Linked DNA regions of Ovis aries: region 1 is linked to region 2. The links are chromatin contacts, called in public Hi-C maps. All regions are on one chromosome and are shown on one strand. The core of a region is the stretch at or near the end of the contact, and the rest is flanking DNA. Distances in the headings are between cores, read along the strand shown.

What was found. Hi-C and Micro-C count contacts between places; a contact is called where the count stands out from the background.
Region 1: a contact with region 2 is called in a Hi-C map of tail adipose tissue, with 5 times the contacts expected there. The contact joins the promoter of C7 here to the enhancer-like site in region 2. A contact is called at or near these places in 2 of 16 Hi-C or Micro-C datasets (liver and tail adipose tissue).

What each region holds. Positions count from the first base shown.
Region 1 is chr16:33,780,102-33,785,535 of ARS-UI_Ramb_v3.0, forward strand. It overlaps C7 (complement C7), which reads right to left and starts at 3,078. Exons shown (of 18, transcript XM_004017017.6): 1 at 2,960-3,078. The coding sequence starts at 2,965.
Region 2 is chr16:33,453,310-33,459,211 of ARS-UI_Ramb_v3.0, forward strand. No RefSeq gene overlaps it. Among named protein-coding and RNA genes, the nearest start is that of C6, 31 kb to the right of the region's middle. Within about 2 kb of position 4,627, at least 7 of the 54 cell types and tissues checked have an H3K27ac peak or open chromatin away from gene starts, as enhancers often do. A contact at or near this core is called in liver and tail adipose tissue, where this site is marked.

The DNA.
Region 1 (5,434 bases), core at 1,828-4,327, 330 kb after region 2:
AGTTCTCCCACGTTGAAGGCAGATTCTTCACCAACTGAACCACCAGGGAAACTAATTTCCTCATATGCATATTATAATCCATGAAGATCTGCTTATCAGTAGTTCATGAGTTATACAAGCTGAATCTCTTAACCAAAAGAATTTCTTGAAAATTGGCTAGCTGGGTACCTAAAAATGAAGCAGTTATCATTCCCTGCCTTTGGAAAGGGTATCTCATCAAATGGACATGACAAAACAGTTACAAATTAATAAATTAATGACAAATAGACATACATCCGAGTTAACTCTATAAAAGAATTCCTTAGTTGAAAAGATACAGGACTTGTCTGGTGGTCCAGTGGTTAAGAATCTGCCTGCCAAAGCAGGGGACACGAATTCGATCCCTGCTCTGGGAAGATCCCCCATGCTAACGGGCAGTTAAGCCAGTGCACCACAACTAGAGAAAGCCCTCACGCAGCAACGAAGACCCAGCACAGCCATAAATAAATAAATAAATAAAATTAAAAAGATATGGTATCTTGGCAGTGTGTAATGTAGCTAAGCTGGGGCCACATTTCACAGAATTCTCTTCTCTTCTTCTTTATGACTAAATGAGCATTAGCTCTGCCTCCTTCCTCTAACATTTTCCAGCTAACCACTGTTTCTCTGCTTTAATTTCTCCACATCTGGCCTTTTACATTTGTCTGTTGAACCATGAACCCATCTAGGGTAAAAATAAAACACTAATTTCTGTAGCATGCACTGGGTTCCAAATGTCCAAATTCCAGAGGAAAAAACCATGGAAAAATCCAATCTAATTTCTTAGCATACCCTAATTAGTATCTTGATCAGTAAATTTAGAACATAGGGCACCATACAGATGAAGAAGGAGGTAGATTTTAAAATAAATCTTCTTACATCTTTATTAGAAATGAACATCAATTTGTAACACTAGCAATAAAGAAATGCACAATGACATAATAATATGATTGAGTACTGAGTAGCCATTCGAAGCATGTTATAGCTTGATCAATGACAGGAGAACATGCTTATGATACAATGAGTAAAAAGATTCACGTATAGATTGATAAAAATGTCATAAAATATATCTTATACATATTCATTTTAAAGTCTGAAAAGAAATAGATTAAAATGTTAACAATGGCTATCTCTGAGTGGAGAAATAATAGATACTATCTTCTTTTTGAACTTAATTACCAAGATGGTAGTGCTATAATCTAGATAGGGACATTTTTAAAAGACACAAAGACCATCACAGTATAGTTGGTAGAAGATGGTGATAATGTCAGGTCAGCTTTGGGTGTGGTGAGGGAGCAGAGAGACCATCATCTGAGATATCATTGTGCTTGACCACATCCCAGCCCCATGAGAATCATGCTTCAGGTTTACAAACCCCAGGGACGAGGTTTCATCTCAGTCCAGGGACGAGAGAGTGAAGGTCTGGACCACAGTTAGATCAAAGCGAAACCCTTTTTGCTCTAAAGTCCTGAAACACTTCAGATCCAATTATATCCTATCCAAGGGATACAAAGAGTACCAGTGGAATCCTGGGACCACCTCTCTGAATTCAGTTCACATGTTATCAGGGAAAAGACAAAAGAATAGTCCTTCTTAAAGGCCAGACTTGGAAACCACAGTATATCACAAAAGCATACCCTTCAGATTAACTGTAAAAATATGAGTCTCTACTCTCAAATATAGGTGAGAACTCTGAATGCAGCTCACAAAGAAATCATTTATTTGTTGATATTTTATCAACCAACTGAAAGATAAAAGTAAATATATTACCCCAGTAGAAAAATATCATAATAATCAATGACTATGAACCCATCTTCAAATACAAAACAATTATTAAGATGTCTCATCATAAAATAATAAGGAAATTGACTGATAGTTAATACAAATATTAGGAGAAAGTATACTAGCTGCATGACTCTAGGAAAGGCATCCTATTCTAAGTTATCAAATGTTCTAAATTTTTAAATAAAAATACAAAACAGACAGAGATTAGATTATATCATAATTCTAACTTTGTACAGTTACTTGGCATTCTAGCATTATAACATTAGACAAATTAACTTTGTGATTTGTGTTTAATTTTCAATGACTTAATGAAGTGCAATTTCGCACATAAAATACTCAAGACCCATGTTTCCGTCCTCCTCCATCCCCCTGGAAAGTGAGCACGGAGTCCCTACTGTACTCAGGCAGCATAGTTACAGCAAAAGCAATCTAGCAGCTGACAGGGCTGAGAAATTACTGCTCCAGCATTAGAATGTAAAATTTTAAAAGTTTAAATACAAAACTTTGCAATGATAAAATTGCAGTAGCAGGTTCAACTTATGTTTACATCCCAGAAATATAGTTTATGATAGTTACATCTATCTTTGGTCCTACATTTTTTTTTTCTTAACATTCGGCCATTTTGCATTAGGCCACTGTGTGTTTTTGGTAACTCTTTATTGCCATTCCATTTATCTGTATCTTGTGCTGTTACAATCCTGATCCTTTCATCCAGATTCCAAATTCTAAAGTTCCAAGTTTCCAAATTCTCTCTTCTATAAAGCTGTTAGATAAGTCAAATCACAGGGATTCATTGCATGACTCCAAATCAAACAAACAAAATACATTGGAGGGAATTTTTCCCTAAGAAATAACAGTTGTGTTATTGTATTTCTTAACAGCTTTCTTGGGACTTTCATAAATACTGCTTCCAATCTCCGATTCCCAGACCTCTAAACCAATAAAATAAACTACAAGAAAAGAAAAAGAAATTCACTTCAGCTGAATTGTTAAATATATTTAATTAAGGATTTCTTAAAAGTCACCCTCAGAACTTTCTCTTTTCTATTTTCCCATGTCTTTTCTTTTTTTTTTTTAATTTATTTGTTACTTAAGTGAAACCTTACTCCCTTTAGAGTTAGCTCTGTTCACAAAAGTAATGAAGTTATTATCTTACCTTCATGTTTGGGAAAACATTCAGGGCAGCAGAGAGAAGGAAAATGTCCTCCTCCAGCGCCCAGTGAATTTTCAGCAGTGGGAAGAGGCCAGCAGTCTACTCCCCGCCTGTCTCTCCCTGCTGGGGATTCACTTGGCATTCATATATAGAGCAAGCAGTTCCGAAACTTTGCTCTGACCCCAACTGGGTTCTCTGGGGACACTGAGAACCTGCCCTGTACTTAGTCTGTGTCTTGAGACCAGATGCATCTTATCAATTTGCACAGGCCTTAGAGACAGTCAGCTGGGACTGTTTGGAAACGTAGTTCTGAGGAAACATCTGTAACTCAAGAAAAGCAGAAAATATTCTCACTTCAATGTTTAAGTGGTTTTCAACCAAAGGAGACTCTGTGTAAGGCGAGGAACAAGCATCCTTCCTGTTTCAATTTATCACACAAAGCAAATGTTTTCATGATTCTCTAAAAGGGGGTTATACAGCAGACTCTGAGATTAGACGCTGTGGAAGAAAAAACTTACATGCCATTCTGTCACTCAAAATGGAAATGGAAATTCTGGAATGGAATCGTGTGTGTGTGTGTGTGTGTGTGTGTGTGTGGCCTAACACAATATAATATACATTTCCTCATGTGAAGAATGATCCAAAAGAGCACTGTGTTTTGCAAACATATTTAAAGGCATCACTAATTGCTCCCAAGAATCCCCCTTAACGCTGTGATATCCAGAAATCCTTTGATATCCTTTGGAAAGCTCTTGTCACAGTCACCGTTTATGTCCCGTCTGTCTTCGGCTGTCTTGTCTTATTGTGCCTGATCCTCACTTTCCATGGCTTTGCACAGATTCTAGCAGTTCTCCAACATCATTTTCACAGACTTCATGAAAGGCTGCACTTTTGCAAGATTTCAGATTTTCTATTGAAGTTGAGCTACAGTTTTATTTGTATGATTTAGCCAAATATTCTGATACTTGCTGTTAGGACATTATGGGGAGGAGAGACAGAAGCATGAAGTGGGAAAGGAAATTTGAATTTAGAGTAATTTTATAGTTAAACATTCCATTAGTGACTATTTTTCAGTTTTAATATTTTTTTATATCTAAAATGTCTGAATAATAAAGAATGACCCCACACACATTCTCCCTTTATAAATTAATGGTGATCTTCCAGAGACAAAACTTTCCCATCTTTCGTTCAAGCCATTAGTGATTTGTGTGGAAACAAATTTTTGCCACAGAGAACAGGATGCTGATTCCTGAAAGATCTTTTTTTCATTCAGCTCCAAGTGCACGAATTCCAAATGTTGTGGACTCTCCTTAAGCACGCAGTGTGCATTTCCAAGTTCAGTGGCTGTCTTAGTTTGAGTTTTCCCAGAAGCGGATTCTGAGACAAGAATTCAATTGCAAGGGACTTGGGGATTTTTCTGCTTTGGGGGTTTTGTGTTTGGGGAGGTTGTTTTGCTTTATGAAGTGAAGTGATCCTAGAAAGCACTGCTGAAGGATGAGAAAGTGAGAGTGAGAAGGAAAGGCAGTCAATAGAAGATATTTCAGCATGCAAGGTGCATGTGTGTGCTAAGTTGCGTCAGTCATGTCCAACTCTGTGTGACCCTATGAACTATAGCCGCCACGTTCTTCTGTCCATGGGATGGATTCTCCAGACAAGTGTACTGGAGTGGGTTGCCATGTAGGGGATCTTCGCACCCCAGGGACTGAACCCACATCTCTTCTGTCCCCCGCATTGGCAGGTGGGTTCTTTATCACTAGTGCCACCTGGGAAGCCCAGCGTGCAAGATCCTGAGACAATTACAGCTCAGTCCCAGTGAGGAAATCTGGGAACCACTGAAGAGCACGTTTCAGTTATTCCAACGAAGGGGTTAGGCTATATATACCAACACTCTGTTCATCACTGGTTAAGGGTGGCTCCTGGACTCACTGAATCTCTGACACTTCCAGTTTGAACTAAGTGTAGGTTGAACATACATCTCTAGCCAGGGGAAAAAAAAGACTTCCAGTAGAAAGTTTCAGGTATTTTCAGGATTTTCCGGTATTTGCAGAATATCAACAGCACCTGCCAAAGTAGTTTTCCCATTCACTCGCTCACGCATTCATTCATTTATTCTAAATTCAACAAATATTTACAAAGCGTGCATAATATGATAGGCTAGGGGCTTTGACAGATGGAAGCCTTGAGTAACATCCTTCTTTATCTTCATAACGTATCCTCAGTACAGAGGATGAGTCATAAGTACAAATGCAACTGCAATAATTTAGAATTTGCATTGTTCAGCTTCCAGAGACCATATTGCAGAAATTAAATCTAAAAACTTTACAAAAACTTCCATTCACCAAGGGCTTTGCACTCACCCATTTTACAGCTTTGCTGTCATATGAACAGTGTTTTTTCTTTCTAGAATTTCAGTGGAGAGCCACTGGAACAAAAGTTTCAAGTATAGGTGGAAGCCACACTGTGGGAAATTTGATTACC
Region 2 (5,902 bases), core at 3,377-5,876:
GTAACTGAGTCACAAAGTTGGGTTTTTAGGTGTGCCCGATCAGCTTACCTTTGGTAACCACTTCAGTTGTCCAGACTCAGAATTTAAAAGATATTCAACTTGAGTTTAGGGTTTATATTAAGCTCATAGTAGAATAAAAACAAAATGCTAGCCTGAATTACTTTCAACAGAAATACTAAACTATAGAAAAGTTTGGTTGCAATTTGTGAATAACCTAGAAATCCTTATTCATAAGTAAATAATAAACAGACCCATTTTAAAAAGTAAGTTTTTCTTCCTATGAGATTTCCGTTCCTGGCTGGGGGTACTTAGCTCACTAGAGGACACTTGGAAATGTGTGGAGGAGGTTTCTGATTGTCATAATGACTGGAGACAGCCCCAGGCACTTAGTGAGTACAGGTCAGAGGTAGGAAATAACTCTCAATGCATTCAAGACATTCTGGCTTAATGAAGAACTGTCACATCAGGATGCCAACAGTACCTCTGTTGAGAACCATTGGTGTCCTTCTTTACAGGACATATGGGTGATATTAGGAAATTAGAATGGATAACACTTTCTCTTTTTTGGGGGGAGGGGTCAGAGGAGCCACAGGCAGATACAATGAACTTATTATGAAATAGAAACTTCCTCTTCCTAAAATCATAGTTAATACCCACTGTAAGCAATTGACAATTTAAATTTTCAAGAGTTGTGCCAAGGGGTTTGCTGGTTTTGTATTAGGTAGTGATGCATTGGAAACTGCTCATCTTATTATAGGAAAATAGTAAAAATATCTCAGAAAACAAAAGATTTTCTGTGATTCCAAGTGGCTCAAAACTGGGACAACTGTGATGGTTTAATATTACTGAACCTGAAAAATAGGATTTAAAATTAAAGTTAACCCTGTTAAGAACCCAGACCTCACTGTTTACACTGATGATGGAGTAAACATGAGACCAAAATTCCATATATATACCAAGGAGTTATGTATGACTCTTTGTGATCCCATGGACTGTAGCCCACCAGGTGTCTCTGCTTATGAAATTTTCCAGGCAAGAATACTGGAGTGATTAGGGATTGAACCCAAGTGTCCTGCAACTCCTGTATTACAAGCAGATTCTTTACCACTAGCACCACCTGGGATGCCAAGAGTAAAATAAACCATGTATTTAGTTCATTCTTGACCAAGTAAGCATTTTTATTATTTGTTTCCTCCATTAAGAACTAAGGTTGGATTCATATTTTTTAAAATTTCATCAAATCTTTGATTTGTTTTTCAAGTCAAGTAAATAACTCACCTCTTTAAGTCCATTAGAGCAGTATCACCTAAAGGCAACATCAATTTATTACCTTCTTTCTTTTTTTAAGCTTTTAAGATGCAATTTCTCACCTGTGATAGTGACCCAGAATCCAGTTCTTTATAACTGAGCTAAAATTCATGAATATCTTGATTAATCTTGTTGTTTGTGTTTAGACATTGTTCTTCTATCCAGCGAGTCTCTATCTTTAAAACTGTTTAATGTAAATAGACCTCTGTGAGCTTTCAGAAATACTTTTGTAAATCCTTTATCGTGAGGTTGGGTTAGTGTGTGCACATGTGCTTAATCACTCAGTGGTATCTGACTCTTTGCGACCCTGTGGACTGTAGCCTGCCAGGCTCCTCTGTCCATGGGGATTCTCCAGGCAAGAATACTGGAGCGGGTTGCCATGCCCTCCTCCAGAGGATCTTCCTAACCCAGGGATTGAGCTCAGAGATCTCCCGCATTGCAGGTGTATTCTTTACCATCTGAGCCACAAGGGAAGCCCATGAGGTCGGGTTTAGGTGTGTATTTCTCAATTGTTTAAGTTATGCTAGAAAGTAAAGTAGATAGAATAATTACTTGGACAGGAAAAAAGACACAGATGTGTATAACGGACTTTTGGACTCAGAGGGAGAGGGAGAGGGTGGGATGATTTGGGAGAATGGCATTCTAACATGTATACTATCATGTAAGAATTGAATAGCCAGTCTATGTCTGACGCAGGATACAGCATGCTTGGGGCTGGTGCATGCGGATGACCCAGAGAGATGTTATGGGGAGGGAGGTGGGAGGGGGGTTCATGTTTGGGAACGCATGTAGGAATTAAAGATTTTAAAGCTAAAAAAAATAAAAAAATAAAAAAAAATTACTTGGCTTAGAACTGCGTTTTGGCTATTTTAGTACAGTTAGCTGAAACATACTTTAGTTTTGTGTTAGAAAGTTCTTTGGCATGATCTTAATCCTCACAACAAGCATCTAGGTCGGTGGTATTATTTCCAAGCTACATCATTGGATGTGAAGAGCCAACTCATTGGAAAAGATCCTGAAGCTGTGAAAGAATGAAGGCAGGAGGATAAGCTGGTGATAGAAGATGAGATGGGTGGATGGCATCACCAATTCAATGGACATAAGTTTGAGCAAACTCTGGGAGATGGTGAAAGACAGGGAAGCCTAGCGTGCTGCAGTCCATAGGTTCGCAAAGTGTCGTATGCGAATGAGCAACCAAACAACATCTTTGGAACACTTGAATGACTGGGTCCCAGGTCTAACATTTGGAAAGGCACAGATCTGCCTTCCAACCTAAAGCTTTTCTTATAATTTCAAAGAAAATTCCCCTCTTTCATTTAAATGCAACTACCTTATATTTTAGCTAATAAAAGATTTAAATAAAATGATGAAACTACTACAATGCAGGCTTGAAACTAAAAAAAAAATAAAATTGAATAAGGGACAAAATCCTTATCCATTCTATGTGGAATAAAGAAATTTATAAAATTTGACTTCATAAATCTCTTTTGGACATTTAAACTCAGTAAAGCAGTACAAAAATACTGGTTTTCAACTTTGTTTTATTCTTTTTAATGAAATACATTAGTATATGTGGGAATGCTCGGTTGCTTCAGTCATATCCGACTCTTTGCAACTGACTTTCTGTAGCCTTCCAGTCTCCTCTGTCCATGAGATTTCCCAGGCAAGAATACTGGAGTGGGTTGCCATTTCCTTCTCCAGGGAATCCTCCCTAGCCAGGGATTGAACCCATGTCTTCTGTGTCTCCTTCACTGCAGGTGGATTCTTTACTGCTGAGCACTGGGAAAGCCCTAATACATTAGTAAGAAATTTCAATCAAGATTTGGATGATACCACAAATATGTTATGGAGTGATCAGGGGAATTAAAGCAATTTAAATTTTTGCTTTTGAGGACTATCTCTCTGGTGTTTTTCTTCTTTCTTTCTTTTTCAAAATCATATCAAGTTTTATAATTCAGTGGAAACATAGTGCTTTATAGAAAACAAAATGCTAATGTTTATGTAAAAATGTTTTCCGGTGTGAAGTATTCAATTAGATTAAAACGTTTTTGTGCTGACAGTATTTTCTTTGTTATTTTTAATTATTGTATCTGCTGAAGAAAAAGAGGAGATTAAATGATGAAAAGAGGAAAACTTGTGTAAAAATAGGTGACATTAAGTTTTTACAAAAACATACGCAGAGTAATGGGAGGGTAGCTAGAGGTTAAAATGAGAGTGATTGCTTTATTTTGTTTTGGTTTTAAACTGGGAGAAATGAGAGTATGTATATGTGTTGATAGGAGCCATCCAACAGAAAGAGAATTTAATAATTAGCAAAAAAGAAGGTAGATATATCAAAGGAATCTTCCTGATTAAGCAAGAGCAGGTGAAATCTGACGTTACATGGGAGAATAAACTGTTAAGACCATCAAGAGCAGTGAGGGCTGAGTATGGGCACACAGATGCAGACAGGTGGGTTGAGGAGATGGTAGCTATTTGTGGACATTCAATGCTGATGACTTCTATTAAGATTTTCTTAGTGGTAACTCTTCCTTACAATTAAAGTTTCCTCTTAGATACTTTATTTATATGAAAGCATATTTGTATGTTAGTTGCTCAGTCATGTCTGACTCTAGGCCACCCCATGGATTGTAGCCTGCCAGGCTTCTCTGTCCATGGAATTCTCCAGGCAAAAATACTGGAGTGGGTAGCCATTCTCTTCTCCAACATGGAAGTATAAAACTCATTAAAAGTTGGTGAAGTATTACCTGCTGTAGTATTTGTTGGGTAAAGATGAAAGCTTTCATTTGAATTCCAGAAAGCCTATCTCATTTAGACAACCAAAAGGAAAAAAAATTGAGGCTGGTCTAAGAAGGAAGGGGTATAGGAAACTCCACTGATACTACATCATGAGGTAACTGTTCCTTTACCCACTTGTCAAACCTGTACTGTTTTATCAAGGAATTGGTTGGCCTTCAGTTTCTCTAATAAAAGCTCACAGGTGCAGAAGTTCAAGAAAAAAAGGACTGGTATGGAGTATGCTAAGATTATCAATGTCACTAGAAGCATGATATCTTAGTATAAAACCAGACAAGTTTAATGCCAGACAATTTCAACTCAAGATTAAGAAACTCCAGTGTATCACATACAGATTCCCTGGAGAAGGAAATGGCAACACACTCCAGTATTCTTGGGAAATCCCATGGACAGAGGAGCTTGGCAGGCCGCAGTCCATGGGGTTGCAAAAGAGTCGGACATGACTTAGCAATTAAACAAAAACAACAGTAATGATAAACAGATCAGCTACTGCCAAACCACAACATTTCATCAGCAGAGAAGCCCTCTGATTTCAGTCACTGAAGGATGAGAAATGAGAGGGCCTTAGCTGACTGGATAATACAGTCCAGTCTGAGGACTTTATAGAACTGTCAGATTCTTAGCCCCAAATCAAATTTAACAGATTATTTATTTTTACTGCACAGCATCCCCATGACATTAACTTTTCAAATTGATAATATAACCCTCCTCTTCCCTTTCCATTAATACATTTCAATTCATAGGCACAGAGACATTTTCTTCACAATGATCTTTCCTTCAGGAACTACTCCCTCTACAGATAATCATCTGAAAGGATGAGCTCTTCACAGTAATGCAATCCCCCACGGGACCGCAAGTGAACTCCTGACCAAGATGGCGACTCACATTCTCTTTTCTGGGAATTAAGACTTGGGATTTGATATTCTCTCTTCTGGGAAATAAGACTTGGGACTGCCAATCTGTCCTTGCCTTTGGGTGACTTGTATCATATGAGTTCAGTTATGGAATGCTACCTTCCTCTTCATAGACTGAACACAGGGGAAACCAGTCAGCAGACGTGTGAGAACACATGATAGCTGAACTTAGTTGCTAAGTTGTGTCGGACTCTTTGCGACCCCATAAACTGTAGCCTGTCAGGCTACTCTGTCCGTGGGATTTTCAAGGCAAGAATACTGGAGTGGGTTGCCGTTAGAAGTGGAAATGTGCCCTGGATTCATGGCTACTGTTGATTCCATGAGAATCAGTGTTCTTGTCCCATCATATGCAATTTCCTCTGAGTAGCCATTGTTTCTGTTACTTGTAGACCAAAGGGTCCAACTTCCCTTCTTCCAAGAGTGTGAAATACTGAACGTGTATCCTTTAGGATCATCTCAAGACATCAGTTCTTTGTTAAGCATAACTTCATAAGCCCCTCAAAGCATCCCTTCTCTGGAAAAATGGTGTAGATAACCAGGGGGGCAAACATCTGTGTGATGAAACTCTAAATGGTCCCCCAATTTTCTGTAAAATTTGAAGTAATCCAGTCTTTCTATGGGTTTCCCTGATAGCTCAGTTCATAAAGAATCTGCCTGTAATGCAGGAGACCCTGATTCTGTTCCTGGGTCGGGAAGACCTGCTGGAGAAGAGATAGGCTACCCACTCCAGTATTCTTGGGCTTCCCTGGTGGCTCAGCTGGGAAAGAATCCACCTGCAATGCAGAAGACCTGGGTTTGATCCTTGGGTTGGGAAGATCCCCTGGAGAAGGGAAAGGCTACCCACTCAAGTATTCTGGCCTGGAGAATTCCATGGGACTGTATAA